2 separate regions of the Ovis canadensis genome follow, and region 2 is linked to region 1. A link is a contact called in public Hi-C data. All regions are on one chromosome and are shown on one strand. Each heading gives the region's core, a stretch centred on a gene start, on an enhancer-like site or on the middle of the called end of the contact. The rest is flanking DNA. Distances are from core to core; before and after follow the strand shown. Region 1 overlaps ABCC3 (ATP binding cassette subfamily C member 3). Region 2 holds the start of RSAD1 (radical S-adenosyl methionine domain containing 1).

Region 1 (7,250 bases), core at 3,043-5,542:
GACTTGCTTTGTCCCCAGGACCCCATCTTGTTCTCGGGGACCCTGCGCATGAACCTGGACCCCTTTGGCTGTTACTCGGAGGAAGACATGTGGCAAGCTTTGGAGCTGTCCCACCTGCACACATTCGTGAGCTCCCAGCCTGCAGGCCTGGACTTCCAGTGCTCCGAGGGTGGGGAGAATCTCAGGTAACAGCTGGGAGTGCGTGGGTCAGGAATAGCACTCCGCTGCATTAGAGGATGTAGCATCAAATGACACCAGGCCAGCCCTCTCCTGCCCTCCCACTCCCATCTTGTTGTGGTTGAGTCACTAAATCGTGTCGGACTCTGCAACCCCACTGACTGCAGCACATAAGGCTTCCCTGTCCTTCACCATCTCCCAGAGTTTGCTCAAATTCACGTCCATTGAGTCAGTGATGCAATCCAACCATCTCGTCCTCTGTCGCCCCCTTCTCTTCCTGCCCCCAGTCCTTCCCAGCATCAGGGTCTTTTCCAGAAATTTGGCTCTTCACAGCAGGTGGCCAAAGTATTGGAGCTTCAGCTTCACCACCAGTCCTTCTAGTGACTACTCAGGGTTGATTTCCTTTAGGATCAACTGGTTTGGTCTCCTTGCTGTCCAAAGGACTCAAGAGTTTTCTCCAGCACCAGGATTCCAAAGTATCAATTCTTCGGCACTCAGCTATCTAGGGTCCAACTCTCACCTCTGTATATGACTACTGGAAAAACCATAGCTTTGATTATATGGACCTTTGTCAGCAAAGTGACGTCTCTGCTTTTTAATATGCTGTCTAGGTTTGTCATAGCTTTTCTTCCAAAGAACAAGCATCTTTTAATTTCATGGCTGCAGTCACTGTCTACAGTGATTTTGGAGTCCAAGAAAATAAAATCTGCCGCTATTTCCATTTTTTCCCCATCTATCTGCCATGAAGTGATGGAACTGGATGCCATGATGTTCATTTTTTGAATGTTGAATTTTAGGCCAGCCTTTTCATTCTCCTCTTTCACCTTCAACAAGAGGCTCTTTAGTTCCTCCTCACTTTATGCCGTTAGAGTGGTATCACATGCATATCTGAGGTTGTTGGTATTTCTCCCGGCAATCTTGATTCCAGCTTGTGAGTCATGCAGCCCAGCATTTTGCATGATGTACTCTACATATAAATTAAATAAGCAGGGTGACAATATACAGTCTTAACATACTGCTTTCCCAATTTGGAACCAGTCCATTGTTCCATGACCAGTTCTGTTGATTCTTGTCCTGCATACAGGTTTCTCAAGAGACAGGTCAGGTGATCTGGTATTCCCATCTCTTTAAGAATTTTCCACAGTTTGTTGTGATCCACACAGTTAAAGGCTTTAGCATAGTCAATGAAGCAGAAGTGGGTTGTTTTTTTTTTTAATTCCCTTGCATTTTCTATGACCCCAACCAATGTTGACAATTTGATCTCTGGTTCCTCTGCCTTTTCTAAATCCAGATTGTACATCTGGAATTTCTCAGTTCATATACTGTTGAAGCCTAGCTTGAAGGATTTTGAGCATTACCTTGCTAGCATGTGAAACGAGTGCAGCTGTACCATAGTTTGAACATTCTTTGGCATTGCCCACCTTTGGGGTTGGAATGAAAACACCTTTTCCAGTCCCGTGGCCACTGCTGAGTTTTCTAAATTTGCTGGCAAGTTTAGTGCAGCACTTCCACAGCATCATCTTTCAGGATCTGAAACAGCTCAGCTGGCATTCCATCACCTCCACTGGCTTTGTTCGTAGTCATGCTTCCTAAGGCCCACTTGACTTCACACTCCAGGAGGTCTGGCTCTAGGTGAGTGAGAAAGTGTCTCTTTCCCTCTGTCCTTCACCTTTCACTTCTCTTCTCCGCTGTTTGTGCAGCCTCCTCAGACAACCGCTTTGCCTTTTTTTGTGTTTGTTTTTCTTGGGGATGGTTTTGGTCCTTGCCTCCTGTTCAGTGTTACTAACTTCTGTCCATAGTTCTTCAGGCATTCTGTCTACCAGATCTAATCTCTTGACTCTATTTGCCACATCCACTGTATAATCATAAGGCATTCGATTTGGTCATATTTGAATGGCCTAGTGATTTGAACTCGGGGCGCTCTACTGTATTGAGCATGTCTGTGTGCCAGGCTTCTCACTGACTCCTCACACAAGCCCCAGAGAGACTGAGCTAGGGCCAAAGGGGCACAGCTGGGAGAAGACATGCCTGGGCTTTCAGCTAGGTCTGGGAGACTCCAAGGCCCCAGTCAGTTTCCTCTTGTGAGGTTGTCAGTGCTGTGCTTGGCCTGATGAGGGGGCTGTGGACCGAATGTTGAGAAGACCAGAGGAAACAGAGAACTTTAGGGAAGTCTTTTATTTTTTCCGAGTTGGATGCAATTTTGTCTCTGGTTTAGAAGTGGGCAAAGTGAGCTCTCCAGGCCTTTCTTTGCTTCCTTATAGCCCCAGATTTTATATCCCCAGCCACTGGGTCATGTATCAGAGAAGGTCAGAGTCACTTCTCACTGAGTCTAAAAGCTTGAGATACATGTGCCTGTGTTAACTGTGTGGTTTGGGGCAAGTTGCTTAACCTCTCTGTGCCTTCGTTTTCTTAACTCTGAAAGGAGTATGGGACAACAGTTCCATTCCTTTAGCACCGTGCTGCCTAACAGCCACGCTGAAAACAGAAACGGATGAATTAAATTTTGGAATTATGTATTTTATTTAGCCCAAAATATCTAAAATATTAGATATTTTAAAATATTAGATATTTCAAATCACTTCAACATGTAATTGATATAAAAGCTATTATGGATATCTTGCATTTATTCATATTAAGTATAAAATCCTGTGTGTATTTTTACACTTACAGCACTTTCACTTTTCACTTTCATGCATTGGAGAAGGAAATGGCAACCCACTCCGGTGTTCTTGCCTGGAGAATCCCAGGGATGGGGGAGCCTGGTGGGCTGCTGTCTATGGGGTCGCACAGAGTCGGACACGACTGAAGCGACTTAGCAGCAGCAGCACATCTCGATTCAGATTTGCCTCATTTCAGGTAGCCCACAGTCATGTGTGGCTAGTGGCCATCATTTGGACAGGGTGGTTTTATGGGTTTTGTGATGAAATGGAAAGCACTTAGACTGGATACACTCCTGAGAAATTTAGCTATTCTTATTATTCTACTCAGTCCATACCTGAGTGGACTCTCTCCAGACAAAACAAAAACAAAAACTTGTACATTTCAGTTCAGTTCAGTTCAGTTCAATCACTCAGTCGTGTCCGACTCTCTTTGTGATCCCATGAATCGCAGCACGCCAGGCCTCCCTGTCCATCACCAACTCCCGGAGTTTACTCAAACTCGTGTCCATTGAGTCGGTGATTCCATCCAACCATCTCATCCTCTGTCGTCCCCTTCTCCTCCTGCTTTCAATCTTTCCCAGCATCCGGGTCTTTTCAAATGAGTCAGCTCTTCGCATCGGGTGGCCAAAGTATTGGAGTTTCAGCTTCAACATCAGTCCTTCCAATGAACATTCAGGACTAATTTTCTTTAGGATGGACTGGTTGGCTCTCCTTGCAGTCCAAGGGACTCTCAAGAGTCTTTTCCAACACCACAGTTCAAAAGCATCAATTCTTTGGCGCTCAGCTTTCTTTATAGTCCAACTCTCACATCCATACATGAATACTGGAAAAACTTAATAGTGTTCAAGGCACGTTGGCCTCCACTATCTCCTTTAATCTTTACTGCAGTCCTGTGGGCTAGAAATGAGGCTCCAAAGTATAAAACGATTTGCCCAAAGCCACTTAGCTAGCAAGGGGTGGGGCAAGGACTCAGGGAAGTGGGAGTTTTTGCCCCAAGCCTTTACTTGCTGCCTCATAGCCACTGGTGGGATGCCCCCACCTCCAGAGTCAGTCTTGTAAGAATGAATGTGTCCAGTCCCTGGATCTCACACAACCAGGTTGAGGGTGGCTGGCAGACAAGCCTAGGCTACCAGACCCTATGCCCCATAGCTGTTTTTTGGCCCATTCTCTGATCCCTGCTTGCCATCAGCACGTCTCACCAGATCACCCCTCCATCCCCACATCAACCAGGACCTGAGACAGAAATGCACTCCCCTCCTCCCTCCCTGAGCTTGTAGTCACTTTAAGCATAACCTGTATCCTGTGCCAGTCCCACCATAAATCAGCCCTAAATTCTATCTGGCAGCTCATTCTGCTGCCAAAACCTTCATTAGTTGCGGGAATGGGCTGAAAGAGAGCCTGGTCTTCACTTGGGCTGGAGTGACTCACCCCTTTGGGAAGGGCTGAGGTATTTGTCCTTGGGTGTGGGGGTGCTGTAGCCTCTGTGGTTGGGAACACCGCCTTGCTTTGTTCCTTAGCTCTGGCTTCCAAGGCAGGGGTTGAAGATAAGCATTTCACCCCTCCTCCACCTCTCCAGTGACTAGACATGGGGAGCCCCCTAGATCCTCCTCTGCCCTGCCCCTTCTGAGTTCCCACCATAGAGCCCTGATCTGTATTCCCTATGGGGGCAGGAGATGGCTGAATTGTGTGGTATTAGGCTCAGCAAGATAGCATGATGTATGCAAATACCAGGAGGAGTCATTCCAGTATGTGATTACTAAGGTGTAAATGACTAACAGAGTGAAACAGAGGCATGGTGGCACTAGCTTAAAGAGAGAGACGGGGGAAGAAGCACAGAAGGAGGGAGCCGGGGGTGCCACGGAGAGACTGGGGATTTCACAATGTTAAGTACTGGCTCTACCTCAAGGCCCCTCATTATCCCGGTGGTGTCCAGACCTCAGCTCTGTGTTCCAGGAGTACTGGGCTAAGGCAGAAATGGGAGAGGTTAGACAAGAGAGCCAGCCCGAGGCTAATGAAAAGGAGCAGAGACAGAAACAGCTTGGGGAGGAAAGCCTGGGGGGCAGGTTGGGGGCACCCAGCTGGAGACTTCCTTGCTTTCCCTACTCCCAGTGTGGGCCAGCGGCAGCTCGTGTGCCTGGCCAGAGCCCTGCTTCGCAAGAGTCGAATCCTGGTGTTAGACGAGGCCACGGCCGCCATTGACCTGGAGACTGACGACCTCATCCAGGCCACCATCCGCACCCAGTTTGAGACCTGCACAGTGCTGACCATCGCGCACAGGCTGAACACCATCATGGACTACACCAGGTAGTGCGCTGGGACCCGAGCAGGGAGGGGCAGGCGAAGGGACAGGCAGACCATCTGGATGTGTGGGTGTGGGAGCCTTAGGGGATTCTCTGCGGTGTGGAAGGGGATAACAGCATGGGTCACCTGGGCGCTGGGTGCACAGTGATGGTTCCTGAGACACAGGGACACTTTGGAGGCAAAAATGTTGGGAATGGACATGTTGGGGCTCCCCGAGGCTTGGTTCACTCCCCTACCCCAGCCCTTAATGCTGAGATGAGGGGAACCAGATCCTTCATGCTAAATCCTGTCACTTCCTGAGCACCTTGCCCATGGCTTCATTTGCTCCTCATTCCCACCCTGTGGGCATACAGACCAGGAAGCCACTGAGGAAAGGTATATGATTCTTGGGTCCATGTACAGTAGATGCTTTGTTGTGGGAAAGCAGAGGGCGGAGTCCCAAGCCTGGCTCTGCTGCTGTGTGACCTTGGGCAATTTGCAAAGCCTTCATGAAACTGTCTCTTGAGGTTGTTGTAAGTAATCAGTGAAATAAAGTATTAAAAGTGCAGGTGATCCTAGAATATGTTCATTTCCTCCCTAACCCCTTGTTGTAATTCTCCCTAGAACCAGCTTCTCAAAGAATTAGGGAAGAAGCCTTGCTCTTGGTATCTTACAGCTTCCCTGGGGAGTCAGCTCATTCAGCCAAAAGGAAAAAATGTGATCTATTCTCTCATTGTGCCTAATGTCAAGGTGTAGCTCTGGAGGACAGGATAGGGGTTGGGGGACTCAGGAGCCTGATGGAAGTGAGCTGGTACTAGACTGCCAGGCTAGCTCCTTTGGAGGCACAGGAGCTCAGGGTGAGGAAGAGGCAGGAGGCTGCAAAGAATCTATGCTGAGGTACTATGGTGGGAGTACCTCGACAAGGTTTCATTCCCAAAACAAACACCTGTAGGGTGTGGGGAGCGGGGGAAACACATGGACAGGGCAATGGGCAGACCTTGTCCCTCTCTCAAGTGTCCCCACACAGGTCCCAGGGGCTCGGAAACCAAGCTGAGAATGCCTGACGCTACTGTCTGTTCCATCCCCACCATATCCCCCTCTCCACTCCTATCCGAGACCTACTGGGAGAAGAGTGGGTAGGAAGGCTTGAGCCCTGGGTCCACACAAGGGAAAGGGCCAGACCAACAGGATCTCTTCCCATGCCTAACTGAAAATGGTTTTTACCAGCAGCCCTGAGGGGCAAAACCTCAAATTGACCTTGGAGGTTGGGAGTTCAGTCATTTGAGTGGATCAGGCAGAAATTAATGACATAATCACGCTACTGAACATGTAATTAGAGCCTGTAGGAAGGAAGCAAGGGTCCACATGTGTAGGCAGAGGAGCCAATGCATAGAGGCAGCGGAGGAGCCAAGGGCCTGGGCTTAGAATCCTTCTCCCGCCTTACCCTGGGAGGCAGCTTGTCGGCCCAGCACTAAGAGCACCCTGTGTTTAGTTAGCAAGAGATTCTAAGCCCAGGCCCAGGCTTGAATTCTCATCCTTCAGGGCACCAGCCAAGCCCTAAAGGACGAGTAAAAGTTGGGTAGCAAGGAGACGTGATAGGGAGGGAGCTGGAAATTTCGGGAAAAGGCTGTAGCATGTGCAAAGGCCTGGAGGTAAGAGGGCACAAGAGTTGAAAGGGAGAAGGGGCAATAGAACCAAGAGGAGGGGAAGAAAGCTAGGCCTCACTCTGCTGCACTGGGGACCATGGGAAAGCATTTAGTCCTCACCCAAGAGCAAAGGGAAGCCACTGAAGTGAGGTGGGCAGTGGCTAGGCAGTGATGTTCACAGACACACCTCTTCCCAAGGGGCTCTTCCAGGAGCCCCACAGGTGGGTCAACGACTGCATGCAGTCCAGGCCCTCCTACTGGGGAGCATCTCCTAGGACGTGGGGGAGCCCTTTCTGCTTCCACCTCACCCTGGGAGCCAGCTTGTCAGCTCTGCACTAGGTGTATCCTGTGTTTAGTTGGCAAGAGAGTCTAAGCCCAGGCCCAGGCCTGACTATGTATGTGTGGGCGGGGGGAGATCCACCCATCAGCAGCGGCCAGATTTGTAGCCAGATTCCAGCGTCAGGCCTCACTGCAGCCGTTCCCACTG
Region 2 (7,250 bases), core at 1,248-3,747, 190 kb before region 1:
CTAAGTGTTTGGGAGAGAGTGAGTGAGCCAGCCGGACGAGGCAGATGTCAGAGGCCGCTCCTGGGCTTTCCTTGCAGAGACATCGCCACGATGGATGAGCAGGGCTTCTGCAAGATTGTGGGCCGGTCTAAGGATATGATCATCCGTGGCGGCGAGAATATCTACCCCGCCGAGCTCGAGGACTTCTTTCACACACACCCACAGGTTCAGGAAGTGCAGGTGAGGCACCCAGCCCAGGTGAGAGCCCAAGAGCAGGGGACACAGATGGGGATGTCTGATATCTGTCTCTGACTCTGGAAGGTGGTGGGAGTGAAGGATGACCGCATGGGGGAGGAAATCTGTGCCTGCATTCGGCTCAAGGAAGGGGAGAAGACCACGGCAGAGGAGATCAAGGCTTTCTGCAAAGGGAAGGTGGGAGCCTCAATTCACCCCAAGCATCACCGTGTTGCTCAGTTCTCTAATAACCTCTACCTGCCAACCTGTCAGCCCACTGCCCACCGTGACCCTGCCCAACCTCATGCTTTATCCCCCTCTGGCCTGCAGATCTCCCACTTCAAGATTCCCCGGTACATCGTTTTTGTCACAAACTACCCCCTCACCGTCTCAGGAAAGGTATGTAAGGAGACTAGGGAGGGGCAGGGAAGTTGGAGCCCAGGTGCAGAAGGTCAGGTGGCCCTGCCTGAGCCTCCCAGAGTGATGAGCCAGAGTCTGTTGAGAGGCTGGCAGCTGGGTCACAAGTTTGTCGGCTCATCCTGGTTTGCCCTGAACTTTCCTGGCTTTAGCCTGAGAAACTCTTCAGTCGCAGGCAAACCAGCAGGGCTTGGACACCCTAGCTAGCTTGCCTAATTCTCACTTCCTTCTCTTTCCTCTAGATCCAGAAATTCAAACTTCGGGAGCAGATGGAGCAACATCTAAACCTGTGAATAAAGGGAGAAGATCCTTCCTCCCTGCCCTTCTCCCACATTCCCCACGTCTGCTCTATGATCTGGCATAAAGAGCTTCTCTGTTTACTTTGGCTGGTCTCTTGCTGGTGTGCTCTCTTTGCAGCTGCTACAGGATGGAGAAGGGAAGAGACCCAAAGCACTTTAAAACTCCTATTCCTTGTCAACAATGGTGCTAAGCACTTTGGTGTGCATTATCTACTTCATTTAATCCTCGCTCATCCCTTTGAGATATCAACACAATTAGGGTGTTATCTAATCTAACACAATTAGATATCAGCACACATTTCTTTTTCACATTGTTGCCAGATTAGTGCAGCAAGAAGTATTTTTTAAATAGCTTTATTGAGTTATAATTCACCTACTACCCAATTCACCCATTTAAAGTGTTACATTCAATGGTTTTAGTATATTCACAGATATGTGCACTGATCTACAAAGTCAACATAAAAAATGTTCATCACCTCTTAAAAATAAACTCTATACCCTTTAACTATCATTCTACACCCCCCTACCCCCCCATCCCTCCCAACCAAACCAATTTTTATCTTTTTTCTTAGTCAGTGAAACCAGGGCTTCCTTAATGGGCAGTTAAAGCAGGATAAAGCAAGCTGTAGCTTGAGCCAAGAAATAAAAAACAGCTAAGCACGTCGATTTCTAGTTCAGAGACAGAAGGAAAAGTTCCTTCTGCTTGCAAGCCTTATCTCCCATTGTTTGCTCCCAGCAGCAGCAGCAGCCTCATCTTTACTTTTTAGAAAATGAACATAAATTTAGGGTGTTTAGAGTGCCAGTCACTGTATACATACAGACACATCCACATCCAGATACATCCAACATTTCCTGTTGAAATCTTCCCAAGAACACAGTCAAGCAGGCATTAGCCCCACTTCACAAAGGCTGAAACGGAAAACTCAGTAAGTTCAGTGTCTTGCCCAAATTTACACAGCTGGAATTAGAACCCAGCTGCCTGATTCCAAAGCCCATGGTCTTTCCACTTCCTGGGACAGTTCTTCGGGTGTCTGATTGTCCAGCCCTTCTTCTGAACCCTATCTGTCCCACATACATCATCTCTGACTCTCCTCACAGCAGATGCCTGGGGTTGGCCCAACCCTGGTGACAGCCTACACTCCTGACCAAGCAGGGATTTTCTGCCCCTGCAGCCTTCAGTCCAAGTGCCCTCTCCTCCCCCACTGATTCCACAGCCCTTGTAACAGACCAACCTCACAGCACGAAGCACACTGGCCTGGCGTCCAGGAGGTGCTGAATTAAATCGGTTGCCTGTTGTCGCTTGTTGGTTTACGTCTCCTCTGTCTCGTGTACCTGCACTTCGCCCTAATCTTATGCATCTGGATGTCCTCAGCGCCGAAACTCTGAGCCAGGCACATAAAACGTGAAGAAACCTACTGAACGAACTAACAGGTCCTGGATCGATCCAGGAACTCGCTCGCGATGTGGTGCCAAGTGCGGAGCTGCCCCACTACACCTCCAGCCGCCAGAGAAAGGACGGCAGGGCGGCTGCGGTGAGGGCGTCGGTGCCCAGCAGGTGGCGCTACGCCCCCGAGCCCTTAGCGCGGTGCTCCGTCAAAGGGCGCGGCCACGCAGCCCCAGTCCCTCCGCCGGGGGGGCCGCTCCGCTACCCCCACCCCCGCCCCGCCCGGCTCTGCGCGCACCGTAAGCCCTACCCCGGGCTTCTCGGGCTCGCGTCCTGACCCGCGCGACGGGCCGCTCAGCCAAGCGGGCGCCATGGCCCTCCCGCGGTCCCAGGCCCGCGGCTGGGTGAAGGCCGCCAAGATGGCTCAGAGGCGCCGCCGCGCGGAGGACGCGGGAGGACCCAACACCCAGAGCCCTGCGCCCGGGAGCCGGCGCGCCGCGCTTTACGTCCACGTGAGTGGGGAGGGGAGGCGGGGTGGCGGGAGCGCAGGGCCGCGGGCCCCCGTGGCGCTTGTCACGCCGCGGGCCCGCCTGCCGTCCTTCACCGGCCCGAGACGAGGTCTGGGACCTGTTCCCTGGCGGGGAAAGGTCTTGGCCCGGAGAACTGAAGTCTCTGGTGTGCACAATCTCGTTGACCTTGGCAAGTGATTTCCCTTCTGAACCTCAGTTTTCTCCTACTGAAGTGGACTTACTAATCCCCTTGGAGAGTTGTGTGGCTAAGAGGTTGACGGACCGCGGAATCAGGATGGGGGTGTGTGCGACTGAACCCTGGAAATGGCCGGGGCAGCCCAGGGTCACCTCTCATCCGGTTCACATGCCCCCTACCCCCAGTGGCCCTACTGCGAGAAGCGCTGTAGTTACTGCAACTTCAACAAGTACATCCCCCGTGGTGTGGACGAGGCTGCTCTGAGGCGCTGTCTGGTGACCGAGGCTCAGACGCTGCTGAGACTCAGCGGAGTGCGACGGTGGGTACTGGGGGCAGGGTCTTGGGAATTGTGTAGGGCAGCGGAACAGGTTGCAGGCATCCTGGAGGGCTCCGCCATGTCTTCATCTCCATTCTCTTTCCCTAGAGTGGAGTCTGTGTTCTTTGGTGGGGGTACCCCCAGTCTGGCCAGCCCCCATACTGTGGCAGCTGTCCTGGAGGCAGTGGCCCAGGCAACTCACCTGCCTGCAGACTCTGAAGTCACACTGGAGGCCAACCCCACTTCGGCCTCAGGCTCCAGGCTGGCAGCATTTGGGGCAGCAGGAGTCAACAGGCTGTCCATTGGCCTCCAGGTAACCCATCTCACCCACCTTATCCTGGGACATCCAGGATGTCTCTCATCCAGTCACATTCACTCATAGGGCAAATATTTGTGGAGCTCCTCCTTTGTGCCAGGGCCCTGTAGGCACTGAAAAGTGTGTGATGACACCTACTTGTCTGTTTGAATGCTAGACTACAAGCCCTAATAGGCAGGGATCATGCGTGCCTTTTTGTTCATCCCGGTATTACAAGCAGCCACTACAATTCCTGGCACATAGTAGATGCTTGAAAGATTTACTACCTGACTGGAGACACAGAAGGAGGCAGACAGGTGGTCAGATCACTGCAGCATGATAAAGTCTGCTTGTGAATGGGGTCTCTACAAAAGGCTTTCAGGAGTATGGCCTGAAGGGCATGTCAGTCTGACAAAATCATGGAAACCTTCCTGAAGAAGGTGATGTTTGAATAAGGAAGAGGAGTCCATCAGAGGAGGGTGTTGAGGGGGAAAGACCGGATTTGGAAGAGCTTGCCTGTTTGGGAGGACCTTTGAGCCATTCCTCGTGACTGGAGAGGCTGGGGACAAAGTTGCAAGCTGGGGCCCAGAAGTCTTCAGCACCAGACTAGGAAACTTGCAGTTTTGCCTAGTGGTGACAAGGGAGTCACTGAAGGGTTTTAAGTGGGGAGAGAAATGTGTTCCTCTCAGGTTGGCCCTTGGTATTTCTATAGCCAGTATCCCCACCCCGACTCCACACACACCCATTTCAAGTATGTGTACCACTTACCAAAGAGTTTGGGGTCAGGGCTTTTTCATTATGGGACATATTGAAAGGGACATACCATTTCTTCTGGCCTCCAAATACTTACATATCTTGAATCTAATTGTGAGAAAACATCAGGACACCTAAGAGACTTTGTACACGTATGGATAAGAACAGATAGCATGAGATCGATCTACCCTGTTAACTTTTTAATGTACAGTACAGTGTTGCTGACTATAAACACAGTGATGTACAGGAGATCTCTAGGACTAATTAAGAGATTTTGGAGGGGGTGGGGTTTGGCCACAATGTGTAGTTTGTGGAGTCTTAGTTTTCTGACCAGGGATTTTGAACCTGGGCCCCTGTCAGTGAAAACGCCAAGTCCTAACCGCTGGACTGCCAGGGAATTCCCTAAGAGGCAGTTTTTAAAACAACTGACCTGTACTGTTCAAAAATGTCAGTATCATAAATGACAAAGGCAGGATGAGGATCTCAACTAAAGGAGACTAAAGAGACAGTGACAGCTGCATGCATGTGTGACCCCTGATTGAATACTGAATTGGGGTGGGACGAGGAAATCACTACAACAGATGTTTAGGGACAATTGGCCAACTTTGAATAAGATTGTGTGTTAGATAAGGGGATTGTGTCCATGTTACATTTCCTGAACTCTGTAATTAGATTGTGGCTGTGTAAGGGAATGTCCTTATTCTTAAGAAATGTTTTTTACATTTAGATAACGATATTACGAGTGCCTACTAGCCTGTGAGCAGTGGCTACCATATTCTACTAAAATGTTCTGAATCTTCACTGACCAGTATAGTTGCCACTGACCTCATGCTAGGAAACACTTAGAATGTGAGTATTTAAATTTAATTAACTTCTAAAATGTAAACAACTACATGTGGTTAGTATCTATTATATTGGACACTGCAATTACAGAACATTTTTGCCATCCCACATGGTTCTTTTAGACAGCATGGTCTATAACTTACTCTCAAAAAATTCAACGTAATAATAATATGTGTGTGTATTTAGAGAGGGGGCTCCCGAGGTGGTGCTAGTGGTAGAGAACTCGCCTGCCGATGCAGCAGATGTAAGAGACACGAGTTTGATCCTTGGGTCAGGAAGACCCCCTGGAGGAGGGTATGGCAGCCCACTCCAGTATTCTTGCCTGGGGAATCCGATGGACAGAGGAACCTGACTGGCTACGGTCCATAGTGTTGGAAAGACTTGGACACAACTGAAGCAACTTGGCACATATTTAGAGAGAGACAAAGCAAAAGTGGCAAAAATGTTAACTGCAACTTCTCTATAAGTTTGAAAATTTCAAAATAAAAAGTAAAATCAAAAAAAGATTGTTGGCTTTGGAGTTGGACAATCCTAATTTCCAGGTCTGACTTCACCATTGTTTGACCTTGGGCCAGCTACTTAATGAACTCCAGTTTGTCATCTGTAAAATGGAGCTATTGTTGGAGGGTTCCAGGCATAAATTAGATATTGCCTAAGAATGCTTTGCACATGGTAGCCCTTTAGTGAATGGTACCCTTGCTACTGGCTTGACCATCCACCTTCCGGCTCCCTGCCATGTCCTGGGTTTTCCCATGGATCTGTGTCTTCAGTAAGTCCAGCCAGGTGTTTCTGTCTCCCTCTGAGCTGGTCTGCATGCTTTTACTCCACCCTCTCTCTCTCCAGTCTCTAGATGACGCTGAGCTCCAGCTGCTGGGGAGGACACACTCGGCCAGGGACGCTCTGCAGACCCTGGCGGAGGCCCAGCGCCTCTTCCCAGGGCGTGTTTCTGTGGACCTGATGCTAGGGCTGCCGGCACAGCAGGTGGGGCCGTGGCTCAGGCAGCTGCAGGAACTGCTGCGCTGCTGTGATGACCACGTGTCCCTCTACCAGCTGTCCCTGGAGCGGGGCACCACACTCTTCACCCAGGTGCAGCAGGGTGCCCTTCCTGCCCCGGACCCCGAACTGGCTGCTGAGATGTACCAGGAGGGACGGGCAGTCCTGCGGGAGGCTGGCTTTCGCCAGTATGAGGTCTCCAACTTTGCCCGGAATGTAAGTCCTAAAGCTGAAGGTGGGGCCTGGGCGGGCTAAGGCGTGACAGTGCAGTTGTGGCCCTTTGGGGAGAAGGGTGCTTCCAAGGCCTGAGATGGTGGGACATTGTAACCAGGTGCCTCTTACCTGAACAGGGATCGGCCCACCTACTTCCTTCTCCATTGACTGTTCCCTTCCTCCCGACAGGGGGCGCTTAGTACCCACAATTGGACTTACTGGCGGTGTGGTCAGTACCTTGGCGTTGGGCCTGGTGAGTGCCGTGAACCACAGATGGGATGACTCAGGAGAGCAGAGTCATGGCTGTGTGCTCTTGCGCCACTTAACCTCCCCGGCCCTCTGTTTCCTCATATGTAAAGTGTGGCAAAAAGTACTACCTACTTTGTAGAGCTCTTACGTATGTGTTTTGAGGCGCGTGGGATAGTACCTGGCACTGTGGTTCTTGATCTTTAGCATGCATCAGAATTACTTGGACCGCTTGTTAAAACCTAACTGAATCCCAACCAAATTCTGGAATTTCTGGAATTGGACAGGGCCTGAGGATTTACATTTCTAGCATATGAAATGCTGTTGGTCCAGAGGCCGCGCTTTGAGAACCACTGACTTAACATCTAGCAAACACACAGTGTTAGCTGCTGTTAACCTTTTTATGTTGTCAGGGGCCCATGGGCAATTTATACCCCAGGGGGCCGGGGGCCACACCCGAGAGGCTCGGATCCAGACCCTAGAGCCTGACAGCTGGATGAAGGAGGTGATGCTGTTTGGTCACGGCACCCGGAGGCGCATCCCTCTGAGTGAGCTGGAGCTGTGAGCGCTTGA

Evidence for each region. A called contact is a pair of places that touch in the nucleus more often than the background predicts.
Region 2: a contact with region 1 is called in a Hi-C map of fibroblasts, with 4 times the contacts expected there. The contact joins the promoter of RSAD1 here to the enhancer-like site in region 1. A contact is called at or near these places in 2 of 2 Hi-C or Micro-C datasets (fibroblasts and lung).

The regions. Positions count from the first base shown.
Region 1 is chr11:44,443,238-44,450,487 of ARS-UI_OviCan_v2, reverse strand. ABCC3 (ATP binding cassette subfamily C member 3) reads left to right here. Exons shown (of 32, transcript XR_011247055.1): 30 at 19-185; 31 at 4,947-5,141. Among named protein-coding and RNA genes, the nearest start is that of ANKRD40, 22 kb to the right of the region's middle. Within about 2 kb of position 4,292, the one cell type or tissue checked has open chromatin away from gene starts, as enhancers often do. A contact at or near this core is called in fibroblasts, where this site is marked.
Region 2 is chr11:44,632,317-44,639,566 of ARS-UI_OviCan_v2, reverse strand. It overlaps RSAD1 (radical S-adenosyl methionine domain containing 1), which reads left to right and starts at 2,497. Exons shown (of 10, transcript XR_011247077.1): 1 at 2,497-2,825; 2 at 3,204-3,337; 3 at 3,443-3,647; 4 at 6,069-6,434; 5 at 6,621-6,684; 6 at 7,091-7,225. It overlaps ACSF2 (acyl-CoA synthetase family member 2), which reads left to right. Exons shown (of 16, transcript XM_069543131.1): 13 at 78-219; 14 at 301-411; 15 at 544-612; 16 at 873-1,015. The coding sequence ends at 923.